Regions from separate parts of the Lactuca sativa genome. Here region 2 is linked to region 1. A link is a contact called in public Hi-C data. All regions are on one chromosome and are shown on one strand. Each heading gives the region's core, a stretch centred on a gene start, on an enhancer-like site or on the middle of the called end of the contact. The rest is flanking DNA. Distances are from core to core; before and after follow the strand shown.

Region 1 (3,058 bases), core at 404-2,903:
ACATTGTACTTTTAGACATTGCTATAATTGGGTAGATTTTTTAAAGTTCAATGCTGTAAACAGAAAAAAAAAAAATTGAAGTTAGATGCAATAATAAACAAATCACCTCCAGAAAAGCTTCTTTGGTTGAGCTAGATCCATTAAGTTCACCACCAAGAATGTAATCACACACATATGTTGCCTGGATCAAGTAATAAACTATTATTTAATATAATTAATATCAATGTGGAAAAGTGTTTTGCACTTGAGAAGAAGAAAACCACATTAAGCATACCTCATCCATGTTCTTCACAATGATATACTTTCCTGCAAAAGAGGCTGTTGCCACTGTCTCTTCATGGGTATACTTACCATGAATGATTGAAGTATAGTCCCCCTTCTTGTGCTTTTCAACAGTATTCCACACCTTAGACACCCAAGGGCATGTAGTGTCAACTATTTGTACTTGTTTGTTACTCAAAGTCAACATTTCGTCTACTGCAGCTCCAAAAGCAGGCAGAATAACAACATCGCCCTTATCAACAACATCAAATTGTTTTTCTCCTTCCTCAATTGGGATATCTTTAACTTCCATCTCTTCTAGCCTCTACGATTACAAAAGTTCAAAACTTTAATCATCATCTGTTGAAAAAATTTTAAGTTTTACAAGATACATGCATATGAGGGAAGTAGGAATAATAGAGAATACTTTCACTTAGGAATCAACAGAAATCTATTAAAATGACAGCACGATTCAGGGATCAACTGAAAACAGAACTAATAAAAGACCCTTAAAAATGTTTATTATTGGAGGAAAATCACCAGAAAACTGTAAGCCAAATAAACTAAGCTAGTACCTTATTAACAGTAGGGTTGTGAATAATTTCGTTAGTGATCCAAATCTTCTCATCAGGGAATTGTTTCCTGGCTTCATAAGCAATTTGGACAGCACGCTCAACACCCCAGCAAAAGCCATAAGCTTCTGCAAGCTTTACAGTAACATTTCCCCATGTATATTCGTAGTTATTCTCCTTCAAAGTCTTTATTATGTCACCTATAAAAATTCAATTTAAACAAAATACATATCAATCATTAGAATTTTAGGCTATAAGACAGCTTACACCGTGTTGAAACGATTATTTAACATAAGCATCGGTGTTGGAAACTCCGTTAGACCAGAAAATGATCTCAATCAGTTTTCCAGTCGTAGACAAATTAGCCCATGAGATAAGTAAATTTGAACAACATCAGAAGCCGCATCAAATTTAAAAATTCTCAATGCTCAATTATCTCAAATTCAGGAAAAAGAACTAGTTGAAACAAGCTAAACGGATAAGATTATTACTGGTATACTCTTGACTCATTAGCTCAAGCGTCTCCTTCTTGTGTCCGAATCCTTTCCGGTTGTAGTTCTCGCTTCTGGTCAAATTATGCCGGAAAACCTTGGCGTCGAAATCGGAACCAACGGAAATCGATGGAGATGAGGAAGAAGAAGGTTCTCCAGCAGAGCACCGGACGGAAAGAGTCTTCCGGCATCGGAAAACTCTGATGACAGGAAGAGAGAGATCGGTGCAAGTGGACAGAGGAGTTAGTTGAAGAGACGCCATTGGAGAAGTGGAAGGAATTGTGTGTGTGTGAAAATAGTGTGTGTATTTGAAGGTGAGAAACTGATCCCACGAGGCTATAATCCGTGATCCATATTTTCTATAATTTTCGTGTATCTCAATTTTTTTTAATTATTTAATTTTTATTTTTTGGCGTGTTTTGTATAGGATTTATGGTTGAATGTGGCTTTAGATACCTTCTGGTTGCATTTATGCCACCTAAGTATATGTTTATTTAGAAAAAAGAAATAGCTTTTAAATATTTGAAATTGACTTGATACATATGATAATAAAAAATATTTAAACTAAGCATATGTAGTAATGTAGTTTTTGTAGTTATATTAACACCCTGTTTCAAGTTTCAGTCTGTTAGAAAATTATTTGTGTAAAATATGTTACTATATGCGAATTCAATGTTATTTAAAACTTTGATTACTAACTAAATATTGTTATTAAACAGTTGTAATTAGTAATTAGATATTTCATATCAGACGAAAAATGCTAGATTTATTATTATTATTATTATTATTATTATTATTATTATTATTTTGCATACAATATGTTATTATTGTGTGAAGTCAATAGTATTTAAGGCTTTGATTAAATCATTATTAAATAGTTGGTGTTAATAATTGGAAGACAATTGAATATATTTTTACATTTTTTTCTTACTTATTCTTCTACTCGTACAAGGTTATGACATATGAATATCATTAATTCTTTCTCTTAATCTTTTTTCTTGATTTGACTTGTTTTGATCTAATGAGTAGGAAAAAAAGATAGGAGAATATTTGATTTTTCGAAAAGAAAATCTTCAACAATGCATAAAAATTTGCAAACTATGATCAAATTTATTATTCTCTAACCGATAAAGATATAACAATGCATAAAGGTATATAGCGTTAGACAGAGGCAATTGTTTGTCTATTTGTGCTATTTACATATCACAAGGACCGGACTATTTCCAGTTTCAAAAGACTGTAACGTTTCGAGACCGACCCGAGGTTGATCCGTAATCAGAGGAAATTTTACATAGAGGGGTTGTGGAGGTATACCTCCACAACCCCTCCTTTATGTAAAAATTCCTCTTAGATGGTGATTACGGATCAACCTCAGGTCGATCTCGAAACGTTGAGGTCTTTTGAGACTAGAAATGATCTAAACTTTTTTCGGTCCGATCTTGGTCTTTTGTGGATCATGGGCCAATTTTTCATGAAAGTTTCTAGGTTTAATCATATTAATAGATTTTAGATCAATTTCTCATATAATAGATCTCTTGAATTGTGTAACCTAGCTTAAAATAAGATAATATAACTGTAATTCAATAGTCGATCAATAAAACCTCTCTTTAGTGTTTGTCCATGGACTTAGCCGATCAATGTGATCGTGTTAACCACAAAATATTGTGCTATTGTTTTTCATTTGAGTGGTAGAAAGGGATAAAGGTTGTGGGGGAATTTTCACTGGATATGAGA
Region 2 (3,058 bases), core at 199-2,698, 150 kb after region 1:
AATTAACTCATCAGCTTTTCCTCAAATTTTCCAAATATACCCTTATAGATCTAAAATCTTATTTTGTCATTTTACATTCATCATCTAGCTTTATCAATTAGGCTTTAGCAAACAGCAAACACTATTACTTTATCTGCTATGAATAAAAATTAAGGGGCTATAAAAACAACCATTTTACCCTTCACTTTACAAGGGAACAACATCAAATCATGGAACAAAGACTTTGCCACAAAATTCAAAGCAATGATGATGTAATTAGTGGTGCTTCTCAAGATGAATGGTTGTTTGGCATTGCGGTTAGAAGCTGATTATCATATTATCAAAATTTAGTGTTTCACAGTTCTAGAATTTGATTCTGGATGTTGAGATTTGGTGACACTTGATCACAAAATGATACGCAAAAAAATGATTAGCTGGTCGTTCATTTATGATACTATTTTAAAGGTCTAGTGTTTTGTATCATAGTATATACTTGTTTAAAGCAATTAAATCTTTCAACGACAAGTTTATATAAATGTAGTGCCATAAAGGGATTATATAAAATCTATTCTCCTAGTTTCCTGGATTCAAAAACATAAACATAAGCTCAAGAAATTGAATCAACAGATGAGATTTTGTTTTCAAACCACACTTCTTCCACAAAGCAATATCCCAACATAGCTGCAAAAAAATAAAGATAAAAGATTATCAGATTTTTCTAGATCAAGAAATGAGGGCTTATAGTTAGAAGAAAAAACACCTGCAAAGGATTCCAAAAGCATCATAGATAACTAAGATCTTGTTTCTTTTTTACTTAAAGGAATCAACGAGAATGTGGCTGAATCAAGTAGGCTTATATATTGGTTTGTTTTACTTATTACAGAAAGAAAGACATAATAGAAAAAGCATCAAACATTAATCGAAATATGATCATGGTGCAATTGATTGTTCTAATTGATGGGCTGATGGCATAACAAATGTATTGGTTCTCATGTGTTTACTTAATCTGATCTAAAAGTGATAAATTATATTTTCTATATACCAAAATCACTAACCCTAACTTTTCATAACACCGGATGGATCACAAATTCGAGCAACTTGACATCAATTTAAAATTAACACAAAAAACCAAATAACTTCTAAGGCAATTGTTCAGTGATTACCTCTAAAATCAAGATATCATTGGAAGAACAGAACTAGAAATCAAGAACGAGCTCATCTTTGCTGCCGGAGAAGTAATGAAGAACATAAGGAGCAACACGAATGGCGACAACCCACGACCCGAACATGGCAACGTGCACACGAAGCTGCTTCAGAGCAGCTTCTTTGTCTGGTTTGCGCATGAACATACCGGGAAACATCTTCGATCCGATATGTGTAGCGTTGGTTTTCCTTTTGCGATTGATGAGATTTTAGCGAATCCGAAGAGCAATTCAAAAACCCTAGCCCTCTCGTCTTTGTCGACTCCTACGCTATTTATTTGCAGATCTAAGAACTGAAACTTTTCAGCCCACGTGATGTTTCATAGACATAGGCCCCATACCGGCCCAGTTTAGCATACTATCAAAAAAAAAAAAGAATTTAACACCTAATTTTATTAGAACCAAGAGCTAGAAAGAAAAACAAAATTACGTATAAAAATGCATGTTTTGGAGCCAATCGGCCAATTTGATATGAGACTTATGATTTCAATTAAAATAGCATAAAAGAGTGGCTACCAAAATGGAGACTTGCTTATCGTTATTGTTGATAAAAAGCAAAGTGTTTTTAAAATGCCAAAGAACCCACCATTTCGTGTAAATAATGACTTCGATGACAGTTTTCTTAGAAATATTGACTTGTAAGTCATCCACATCTTGAGCTCCAAGTCACCTCTCAATTGTGTAACGCTCGTAGATTCGGATTAGTCAATTTAAATATAATAAGTGTTAAAAATGAATTTTTGATAGAAGATTATTTAAAATAAATAATCTTAACCAAAATAATATATATATATATATATATATATATATATATATATATATATATATATATATATATATACGAAGAACGCTGAAATTTGACTTATAACGAAAAAGTTATGACCCGTCGAAGTTTTGCGACAAAACCGGCACAGCGTTGCGTATCATAAAGAGTGAATTTTTTATAAACTACTTTTTATCTTTAGAGATCTAAACGAAAGTCTTAATATGCGTTAAACCGAGAACGTACATAAAAATAAAAAGAAGGTCCAAATTTGATTTCGTTTTAGGAAATTATGATTTTTCTAAGATTTAGCGTAACAGCACACAGCCCGGAAATCGAATTTTAGATTGGTCAATTTTTATACAACACAACCTAAACTAGAATTTAATATCTCATTAATAGGAGCTCAACGATTTAAAGACAGCCGAAAACGGAAGTTGGATGAAAAAGTTATGAATTTTTAACGGACTTTAACTGTCTAAGCATGTTAAAATATAACTTTAAAAATAAAGTCAAAATTAGTCGACGAAGTCTAAACGAAAGTTGTAGATCAAGTCGCTACCTACGTGTGGATATAAAAAACGTCAAAACAAAGCTCATATGCGAAAGTTACATATTTTAGAAGATAATTAGTTTTTTGAGTGACTAGCAAGTAACACGTGGCACCATCTCAGCCACAGCTTCCTCCCCACGCCTTGTCATTAGATGGTGACACATGACACCCTAACACGACGTGTTAGGCTCAGTAACACGTCGTGTTGCTTGATTTCCAGCCTATAAATAGAGGCGCAAATCACCTCATTTCCATACACCTTCTCTCAACCTCTCTCCCAAACCTCCCCAAAGCCTCAAGGCTTTTCTCTAGTCCTTCTTAGGAGTTAGAGGTGAGTCCTGGAGCGCCAGAAGGCTTCGAGAAGAAGAGCTTTTGGCTCATAAGGTCTGCCCGCGTAGAGCCTGGTTCTTCGCTAAACTCTTTTGTAAATGAGCTATGTTTACCCTACTTTAAGTATAACTTATGTTTAAGTTCATTATCGTTATTATGAACCTATAAACAAGATTTATCAGTGATTCAAAGTCGTTACACTGATTGATCTGCTTATGGTATAGGTAGGGG

Evidence for each region. Hi-C and Micro-C count contacts between places; a contact is called where the count stands out from the background.
Region 2: a Hi-C map of leaf shows a contact between it and region 1, with 6 times the contacts expected there. The contact joins the promoter of LOC111918221 here to the promoter of LOC111918224 in region 1. A contact is called at or near these places in 3 of 4 Hi-C or Micro-C datasets (bud, leaf and seed).

Annotation. Positions count from the first base shown.
Region 1 is chr9:199,746,321-199,749,378 of Lsat_Salinas_v11, forward strand. It overlaps LOC111918224 (4-hydroxy-3-methylbut-2-enyl diphosphate reductase, chloroplastic), which reads right to left and starts at 1,654. Exons shown (of 9, transcript XM_023913891.3): 1 at 1,325-1,654; 2 at 837-1,033; 3 at 275-586; 4 at 107-181. The coding sequence starts at 1,586.
Region 2 is chr9:199,896,823-199,899,880 of Lsat_Salinas_v11, forward strand. It overlaps LOC111918221 (mitochondrial import receptor subunit TOM6 homolog), which reads right to left and starts at 1,449. Exons shown (of 2, transcript XM_023913888.3): 1 at 1,143-1,449; 2 at 486-660. The coding sequence starts at 1,340. The coding sequence ends at 1,176.